Linked DNA regions of Macaca mulatta: region 2 is linked to region 1. A link is a contact called in public Hi-C data. All regions are on one chromosome and are shown on one strand. Each heading gives the region's core, a stretch centred on a gene start, on an enhancer-like site or on the middle of the called end of the contact. The rest is flanking DNA. Distances are from core to core; before and after follow the strand shown.

Region 1 (5,182 bases), core at 1,908-4,407:
CTGTCGCCCAGGCTGGAGTGCAGTGGCCGGATCTCAGCTCACTGCAAGCTCCGCCTCCCGGGTTTACGCCATTCTCCTGCCTCAGCCTCCCGAGTAGCTGGGACCACAGGCGCCCGCCACTTCGCCTGGCTAGTTTTTTGTATTTTTTAGTAGAGATGGGGTTTCACCGTGTTAGCCAGGATGGTCTTGATCTCCTGACCTCGTGATCCGTCTGTCTCGGCCTCCCAAAGTGCTGGGATTACAGGCTTGAGCCACCGCGCCCGGCCTCATACATCTTTTAAAGCATGCATATTTCTTAGCTTGGCTGGGATAATTAGCTTATAAATGAACTGAAATATGAGCTGTGACTTATACCCAACATGTTGTAGCATGTTGTGCCACATGCTACAACAAACCCACATTTCCAAATCCTTTACCTTCAGCTCCCCCTGGTGGAATATGACTTTCCAGTTTTAGGAAACAAGCTATACTACTGCATATAACATAACAGCTAACTGTTTTTTCCTGTAAACTTTCCTGAGATTTTAAAGTGTAACCTGAGAAAGTGGAAACACAATAGGATCCTTAAAAACACAATGAAGATGCAAATAAGGCCAGGTGCCGTGGCTCACACCTGTAATCCCAACACTTTTGGAGGCCAAGATGGGTGGATCTCTTGTGGTCAGGAGTTCCAGAGCAGCCTGGCCAACATGGTGAAACCCTGTCTCTACTAAAAATACAAAAATTAGCCGGGCATGGTGGTGGCACGGCTGTGATCCTAGTTACTTGGGAGGCTGAGGCAGAAGAATCGCTTGAACCTGGGAGGCGGAGGCTGCAGTGAGCTGAGATCGTGCCACTGTACTCCAGGCTGGGTGACAGAGCGAGACTCCATCTCAAAAAAAAAAAAAAAAAGGTTTAGCATAAGTGAAGTTTCATTAATACAACTGATGGTCACCTAAGTATGTTTTTGTTTGTTTTTTCAGGGTTTTTTTTGAGACAGGGTCTCACTCTATTATCCAGGCTGGAGTGCAGTTGCATGATCAAGGCCTGGACCTCCCAGGTTCAGGTGATCCTCCCACCTTAGTCTCCCGGGTAGCTGGGAGTACAGCACGGGCCACCAGGCTCAGCTAATTTTTTGTACTTTTGTAGAGATGGGTTTTCACCATACTTTCCAGGCTGGCCTTGAACTCGTGGGCTCAAGCGATCCTCCAGCCTCAGTCTCCCAAAGTGCTGGGATTTCAGGAGCGAACCAACACCTAGCCACGTTTTCAAAGCCTATTCTTATTGTCCTTCCTCTCTTTACTCAAGATAGAGACAAATCATAACTCTATAATCTTCTTTGCAACAAAAGGGAAAAGAAAAGGAAAAAGGAAATCAGGTACAATACAAGGTGGTAAGAGGTATGTGCCATTCTTCAGACAGAACTGCATAGAAAATTCCCTCCCAACAATTATACCAGTGACTCCACAATCAAGTTGTGCAAGAGGAGCAAGAATATTACACTTCTCAGTCACGTTCTCCCACTATAAAACCTCTGCTTTTTTGTGTTTTTGAGACAGTCTTGCCCTGTTGCCCAGGCTGGAGTACAGAGGAGCATTCTCGGCAACCTCCACCTCCTGGGTTCAAGCCATTCTCCTGCCTTAGCCTCCTGAGTAGCTGGGATTACAGGGGCCCACTGCCACACTCAGCTAATTTTTGTATTTTTAGTAGAGACAGGGTTTCGCCATGTTTGCCAGGCTGGTCTTGAACTCCTGACCTCAAGTGATCCACCCGCCTTGTCCTCCCAAAGTGCTGGGATTACAGGCATGAGCCACCGCGCCCAGCCTTATAAACCTCTGCGTTTAAAAGTGGGAGTCTAGGCCGGGCGCGGTGGCTTGCGCCTGTAGTCCCAGCACTTTGGGAGGCCGAGGCGGGCAGATCACGAGGTCGGGAGATCGAGATCATCCTGGTGAACACGGTGAAACCCCATCTACTAAAAATACAAAAAAATTAGCCCGGCGCGGTGGCGGGCGCCTGTGGTCCCAGCCTCTCTGGAGGCTGAGGCAGGAGAATCACTTGAACCCGGGAGGCGGGGGTTGCCGTGAGCCGAGATCGTGTCATTGCACTCCAGTTTGGGCGACTAGAGCGAAACTCCGTCTCCAAAACAAAACAAAAACCAGTGGTTCTCAAACTGTAGTCTGAGGACGTCTGTGGGGTCTCTCAGACACTATCAGGGGGTCCGGGAAATCAAAACTATTTTCATAAAACTAAGATGTTACTTACAACTTTTACACTCATTCTCTTACTAGTGTATAGTGAAGTTTTCCCGTGACAGCCTGAGGTGTGACATAGAAAAAGATTAAATACAGAAGCAGATTTGAATCTAGCTTTTATTAAGCCAGAAATTAAAGAGAGCTGCAAAAATGTAAAACATTGCTGCTCCTTACTCGTTTGTTCAGAAAACATATTTTTCATAAAGTGTTGTAACATGTAATGAGTGTTACTTTTAAATCAATATATATTCTTAAGTTTTATTTTCCAAAAAGCTAAATATAGATAGCTAAAATCCACAAAAGCAAAAGCTCTTTGGAGTCCTCAACTCCGAAAGTGTAAAGCGGTCCCAAGGCCAAAAAGCATGAGAACCGCTGCTGAAAAGTTTTTGCTCCTCCTCCAAATAACTGTGCAGAGGATATCTAACCCACTCCTTTGGCTTGAGACCTTCCTCTAAACCTGGATGCCAGGAAAGCATCTCAATTTAGTTCCATGGGAAGAGTTTGAGATCTCGCACCAGCTCAGCCTCTTAATTTTCGCGAGGCAAATTTCCTGTCTTCTCTGAGCCTCAGTTTATTTTGCAAACGTAAAAGAAGGGTTTTGGAACATAGAAAGTACAAAATCTTTTCCAGCTCTGACATTCTACGATTATTCTTGTTCCTATCTTTGCCTGGACTCATTAACTTATGTTTAATTCCAGGAGAGAATTCTGATAAAACCAGCCCCTTTCTCGTCACTTTCCTGTAAACGGCGCGAGGTGAGGGATAAATATCAGGAAAAATTCTGATGGGCAGAGCAGCTGGTGGCTGGGAAACTTAAAGGCAACTATCCCGGTCAGCTCTCCTAGTCTCCCTAGCCCATCCAGTACCTGCCAGAGGCGCCGGCACACGGCCCCGAACGCTGTCCGCGCCGCCATCTTGTCGGTCCCGACCTCTCAGTATTGCTTCCGGGGTTACAGCGGCGTCCTCAGACCATAGAGTTCCGCAAAAGGAGAGAGTACATCCTCCTGTTCAGACGCTGGAACAACCATAGAGACACGATCCTGTGCTTTTTGAGGGCGGGACAGTTGGCTGGCGGAGGCCAGCCTTGATCTGGGCAGTGCCTGGATAGTTACCAAGCCCCATTAATATTTTCACCTTTAAATTGTTGTGTGTGTATACGCGCGCGCGTGCACACACACACACACACACTCTCTCTCTCTCTCTCTCTTATTTATTTACTTATTTTTTCCTTTTAGAGACTGGGTCTCACTCGGCTGCCCAGGCTGGAGCGCAGCGGCACAGTCATAGCTCACTGCAGCCTCAAACTTCTGGCTCAAGTGATCCTCCTGCCTCAGACTCCCGAGTAGCTGAACTACAAATGCGTGCCACCACAGCCAACTAATTTTTTGTTTTTTAATTTTTTTGTAGAGACAGGGTCTCGTTATATTGCCCGTGTTATTTTGTGGGCTGGTCTCAAACTCATGTCCTCAAGTGATCTTCTGGCCTTGGCCTCCCAAAGGACTGAGATTACAGGTATGAGCCACCAAGCCCAGACTGAAACTAATGTATTGACACCATTTACTTCAGTAATGGGTGATTTATTTTCCTATTTTTGCATTTTTCAATTTTTTTTTTTTGCATTTTTCAAAATTTTAACAAAATCTATATATGATAAGAAAAAGAAAAGTCGGCCACTACCATTGGGTCCAGTTGCCACTCAGTTACCTTATTGCAATGGCTTTCTAATTATGGTTCTTAATCCTTTCTTCCTTCCCCACACGAATTGGAATTCTTGTGCTCCATCCATTTTGTATACCACTGTCCTACTGATGTTTCTAAATTATTCATTTCCTTATGTTACTCTTGTATTTAGGAATTTACAATGACTAGCTTCACCTACAACAAGCCAAGGTGTTTTGTCTAGTTATTAATGTCCACCATAATTTTTTCCAAGTAAAAAAGTTTATAACTGGGATTTGCTATAATAAAAACTTCTTCAGGCCGGGCACGGTGGCTCACGCCTGTAATCCCAGCACTTTGGGAGACTGAGGCAGGCGGATCACCTGAGGTCAGGAGTTCGAGACCAGCCTGGCCAACATGGTGAAACCCCATCTCTACTAAAAATACAAAAAATTAGTGGAATATCATCGTCGTGTGCGTCTAGTTCCAGCTACTCAGGAGGCAGAGGCATGAGAATTGCTTGAACCTGGGAGATGGAGGTTGCAGTGAGCCAAGATCGTGCCACTGCACTCCAGCCTGGGAGACACAATGAGACTGTCTTAAAAAAAAAAGAAAGAAAAGGCCAGGAGCAGTGGCTCACACCTGTAATTCCAGCACTCAGCGCTTTGAGAGGCCAAGGCAGGTGGATCACTTGACATCAGGAGTTCAAGACCAGCCTGGCCAACATGGCAAAAGCCTGTCTCTCTAAAAATACAAAAATTAGTCAGCTGTGGTGGTGTGCACCTGTAATCCCAGCTATTTGGGAGGCTGAGGCAGGAGAATCACTTGAACCTGGGAGGCAGAGGGTGCAGTGAGTCGAGACTGAGATGGTGCCACACTGCACTCCAGTCTGGGAAATAGAGCAAGACTCCATCTCCAAAAAAAAACTTCTTCCATTTGTGTAAATCTTTAAAAATTGATTTTTTTTCCTTTTATTTTCTTCTCATCTTAAAGTCTGCTTCTATAATACCATATTGTCTTATTTTATTTGATTTTATTTTTTTGTGAGACAGTGTCTCACTCTGTTGCCCAGGCTGGAGAGCACTGGCTTGATCATAGCCCATTGCAGGCTCAAACTCCTGGGGTTAAGTGATCCTCACACCACAGCCTCTGGAGTATCTAGAACCACAGGTGTTTGCAACCATTTTTTATTTTATTTTTATTGTTTGTAGAGACAGAGACTTGCTACGTTGCCCACGCTGGTCTCAAACTCCTGGCTTCCAGCAATCCTCTCACCTTGGCCTCCCAAAGTG
Region 2 (5,182 bases), core at 899-3,398, 320 kb before region 1:
TCTCCCACGGGGAAAAATGCTCACATCTACTGAGATAAGAAAAAAATGTTCTGGGACCTGGCACCTTACAACTAACGCCTCCACAAGCACTGGACCCATACCTTTCCCTGCTACCTCATCTTCTTCCAACGGAGACTTAAAACCTATGAAAGATAAAAACTCCTCTGAAACTAGACTAACCATGGAATTAAACATAGTGGGAAACGGGTCCTAAAGAGATAAAGTGCCTGGAACCCTGATCTCCTTATTTTCAATAGCCTCTTTTTCCCTCTGGACCCAAGATCTTAAAATGGGCAAATTAGAAACAGACACAAGCTGGTCTAACTGCATTTGATGGCTGAGGGAAGGGTAGGCAAAAATCTTGGCCGGTCGCGGTGGCTCACGTCTGTAATCCCAGCACTTTGGGAGGCCGAGGCAGGCGGATCACCTGAGGTCTGGAGTTCGAGACCAGCCTGACCAACATGGAGAAACCCCGTCTCTACCAAAAATACAAAATTAGCCGGGCGTGGTGGCGCATGCCTGTAATCCCAGCTACTCCGGAGTCTGAGGAAGGAGAATGGCTTGAACCCGCGAGGCGGAGGTTGCTGTGAGCCGAGATCGCGCCATTGCACTCCAGTCTGGGCAACAAGAGCGAAACTCCGTCTCAAAAAAAAAAAAAGAAAGAAAAAGAAATAAAGAAAAATAAAGAAAATCTTTAAAAATACTGTTTCCTGATTGCTTATAACCCACTCCCTCTAACCCTGTCTGCAGGTGGGTCACAGTCCAAAGACCCTATTTCCAACCCTGACGTCCCATTGCGGGCAGTACTATGGCCTCACGGGAAGGAAAATGAATCTAGAAGGGAATGAGGTACACAACCATTGATAGGTTCCTGGGATAAAAACTTTGCTTTGTCGGCCGGGCGCGGTGGCTCAAGCCTGTAATCCCAGCACTTTGGGAGGCCGAGACGGGCGGATCACGAGGTCAGGAGATCGAGACCATCCTGGCTAACACAGTGAAACCCCGTCTCTACTAAAAATACAAAAAACTTACCCGGGCGAGGTGGCAGGCGCCTGTAGTCCCAGCTACTCGGGAGGCTGAGGCAAGAGAATGGCGTGAACCCGGGAGGCGGAGCTTGCAGTGAGCTGAGATCCGGCCACTGCACTCCAGCCTGGGTGACAGAGCGAGACTCCGTCTCAAAAACAAACAAACAAACAAAAAAAAAAACAAAAAAAAACTTTGCTTTGTCGACACCAGCCTGGCCAATATGGTGAAATCCCATTTCTACTAAAAATACAAAAAATAGCCGGGCGTGGTGGTGGGCGCCTGTAGTCCCAGCTACTCGGAAGGCTGAGGCAGGAGAATCGCTTGAACCCAAGAGGCGGAGGGTGCAGTGAGCCAAGATCGCACCACTGCACTCCAGCCTGGCGACAGAGCGAGACTCCGTCTTAAAGAAAAAAAAAAAAAAAAAAAAACTTCGCTTTGCTTTCCCGCCTTCCAAGAGGAAGGGGCGCATCTCCGAGGAAACAAGGCCGGGGAACCCGCGGCTCGCACGGCATCCTCTCATCCACACAACCCGAGGACAGCTCCCAGGGGACGGCGGACCACGGTCAAGGTCCTCTTTTCGGCCCTTCACAACTCCAAGCTCCGCCCCACAAAACCCCCTGCAGTCCTACCAAGTCACTCCCATGGCGTCGGGCCAGGAAGGCGGCCGGATCACACGGTAGAAACGCAGGGTTCCCTATCCGCCCACAGAAACTGCTTCAGTTCCCCAACACAACCTTCGGTCTCGGAAGAGACTCCGGAAATACGTAAAAACAGAGCGCCGGGTCCACGCCTTCCCCAAGGAGTGGGGCGGGTCTCAGGGCCACTCGGTGACACCTCCAGTGACATCATCTGCGGATTCCCGCCCACAGGTTTCTAAATCCAGACATTCTCGTTTGGCTGAGCACTCTAGGCCTAGACCCATGAAGCTAAGAGCGACACTCAAAGACTGCACTGTTGAGAGAAGCTAACGTTAAAGGCTGTGAATATATTGGGGAGTCCAGCTCCGGAACCCGGGAGCTCTTTTAGTGGGAGGGGCGGCGCTGATGGTGCTTCTGGCCTCCGAATGCTAGGGGGCGCTGTGATCGCCGCGTGGCCTCTTGAGAGCCGGGAGTCCACCGCGCAAGCGCAATCTGGCTTTTTCGCCGTCCCCACGTGCGAACCTCCGCGGCAACGTTTTCGAGAAAAATGCCCAAGTTGAAGGCGGCCCGTGGGGTCGGGGGTCAGGAAAAACATGCGCCCCTGGCCGATCAGATCCTGGCTGGGAATGCGGTGCGGGCAGGGGTCCGGGAGAAGCGGCGGGGTCGCAGGACCGGAGAAACGGAGGAAGAGTATGTGGGACCCCGGCTGAGCCGGCGGATTTTGCAGCAAGCACGGCAGCAACAGGAGGAGCTCGAGGCCGAGCATGGGACTGGGGACAAGCCCGCGGCGTCGCGGGAACGCACCACGCGGCTGGGTGAGTGTCTGGGATGAGATCCGAGGAAGACAGTGGCCAGTAGTGGGGCGGGGTGGACAGCTAAAAAGTGTCTGGCAGGGGAATTGCTTCGAGTCAACAAAGGGTCCGTATTACACTTGCAAAAGTAATGGAATGGGAAACTGAACCCTGTTCAGAGCCCTCCGCGTCCACTCCTAGTTTTAGGCACTCCCTTCTACACATCCCCTAAGTTAGGCCAACAGTAATCGCTCGCTCCACCCTAGCATTTATCCATTGGTTTTGTAAATATATATGGGATACCCACTACGAGCTTTGTACTATGCTCGGAGTTCTATCGAATGTTTGGGTACAGAAGTAAACAACATAGGCACGTCTGACTTAAGGACCTTACAGTCAAGCCCAGTAGAGAGTCAATTAAGTAGACTCTTAGAATAATATTTTTCTATGATAAAGTGTCGCTTCCCTGGTAACAATAGCATTGGTCTTGAGAAGCTTCTCCGATTGCAGCAGGACCTTTTAAGTTGAGAACTGAAAAACGAATGGGAAGTGTTATGAGCAGAAAACACATTGTTTAGCAGCCAAAGAGGGAGAGAGATGAAAGACGTTTGATATTTTCTCGCTAGGGAGGGAGTGTTGACCTCTGAGATGCTTCATCCGTTTTCCAGATCTCATCTAAAGCAATATTTGACGCAATTGAATAGTGGCCTCCTGGCCACAGTATCCTTACTTGGGTTTTAAGACATCAACACTCCTGTTTTACTGCCACCTCACTTCTCAGTATCCTTGACTGACTCCTATTGCAACCTCTTATCCTCAGTCCTCTGACCTCTTCAAATATTCTCTGGTGCTGGCAAGTTTCGTGGTTTAAATACCATCTCTTGGGTGACTACTCCTAACTTTATAGTCTAGCCCTGACCTCTTCCATGAAATCCATATTCTTATATTCAACTGCCTATTTGGCAACTCCAATTTAAAATCTGACAGCTCAAATTTAACATGTACAAAACAGAAATCTTGACCTCTCCAAACCTGCTTCTCTCACCATTGTCTTCCCCGTCAGTAGCGTATTCTTTCATTTGCTCAAGACAAACTTTAGACTCCTGTATTTCTCTCTCCCCGTCTCTCCCTCTCTCCCCCGCCCCATCTCCTCTCTCTGTCTCTCCCTCCCCACATCTGATCTGTAAGAAAATTCTGATGACTCTGCCTTCAAAGTATATTCAAAATCAGACCACTTTTCACCGCTTTGGAACACCATCCTGTTGAAGCCACCACAATCTCTCACCTGGATTATCACAGTAGCCTCCTCGTTAGTATCTCATATTCTCCTTTTTTTCTTTTTCTTTTTTTTTTTTTTGAGATAGAGTCTCTCACTCTGTCACCCAGGCTAGAGTGCAGTGGCACAATCATAGCTCACTACAGCCTCAATCTCCTGGGCTCCAGCTATCTTTCCCACCTCAGCCTCCCACATAGCTGGGACCACAGGTGTGTGCCAGCATGTCCAACTAATTCTTTTTTTTGTTGTTGTTGTTCTTTTTTGAGACGGCCCAGGCTGTAGTGCAGTGGCACGATCTCAACTCACTGCAACCTCTGCCACCTAGGACCAAGCAGTTCTTCTGCCTCAGCCTCCTTAGTAGCGAAGATTACAGGCATGAGCCATCACATCCAGCTGATTTTTGTATTTTCAGTAGAGATGGGGTTTCACCATATTGGCCAGGCTGGTCTTGAACTCTTGACCTCAAGTGATCCGCCCACCTCAGCCTCCCAAAATGCTGGGGTTACAGATGTGAGCCACCTCACCCAGCCACTAATTCTTTAATTATTTGTAGAGATGAGGTCTCACAGTGGTGCCCAGGTTGGTTTCAAACTCCTGGGCTCAAGTGATCCTCTCTTCCTTGGCCTCCCAAAGTGCTGAGATTACAGGTGTGAGCTACTGCACCCTGCCATATCTCATACTCTCTACAAAGCACTCCACAGGTAGGGGATTACAGTGGTCTACAATGCGCTTTATGATCTGCCTCCTTTACCAGTCTGACTTCTTCCACTGCTTTCCTCTGCGCATTCCACTCCACCTATACAGGCTTCGTTGTGCCTTAAACATGGGAAATTAGAGCGTTTGGCCTGGTTGTTCCTTCTCTCTGGGATAGTTTGTTCTCATACACTTGTAGGGTTACTTTCTCAGAGAGGCCTATCTACTCCATTTACGATTGCAGCACTCTACTCCATCTCCATACTTCCAATATTTCTGCCCTATCTTTTTTCATAGTACTTTTTTTTTTTTTTTTTTTTTTTTTTTTTTTGAGACAGAGTCTCGCTCCATTGCCTAGGCTGGAGTGCAATGCTGTGATCTCGACTCCTCCACCTCCTGGGTTCAAGTGATTCTCCTGCCTCAGCCTCGTAAGTAGGTGGGATTACAGGCGCCTGCCACCACGCCCAGCTAATATTTTTTTTTTGTATTTTTAGTAGAGATGGGGGTTTTGCCATGTTGGCCAACCTGGCCTCGAACTCCTGACCTCAGGTGATCCACCCGCCCCGGCCTCCCAAAGTACTGGGATTACAGGCATGAGCCACCACACCTGGCCCATAGTACTTATATTTTAACCCAGTATATTTGTATGTTTATTTATGTCTGTCTTTTCCAATTAGACAGGATCTGGTGCGTTCAGAGTGGTATGGTCATAGACTGTCTCATCCAATTAGAATGTAAGCTGTATAGAACAAAGTCTT

What was found. A called contact is a pair of places that touch in the nucleus more often than the background predicts.
Region 2: a contact with region 1 is called in a Hi-C map of liver, with 6 times the contacts expected there. The contact joins the promoter of BYSL here to the promoter of MRPS10 in region 1. A contact is called at or near these places in 3 of 14 Hi-C or Micro-C datasets (fetal cortex germinal zone, fetal cortical plate and liver).

Annotation. Positions count from the first base shown.
Region 1 is chr4:139,927,107-139,932,288 of T2T-MMU8v2.0, reverse strand. MRPS10 (mitochondrial ribosomal protein S10) reads right to left here and starts at 3,157. Exons shown (of 7, transcript XM_028847574.2): 1 at 3,098-3,157. The coding sequence starts at 3,145.
Region 2 is chr4:140,250,486-140,255,667 of T2T-MMU8v2.0, reverse strand. It overlaps BYSL (bystin like), which reads left to right and starts at 2,148. Exons shown (of 7, transcript XM_001085599.5): 1 at 2,148-2,479. The coding sequence starts at 2,212. It overlaps MED20 (mediator complex subunit 20), which reads right to left and starts at 1,790. Exons shown (of 3, transcript XM_015136338.3): 1 at 1,656-1,790.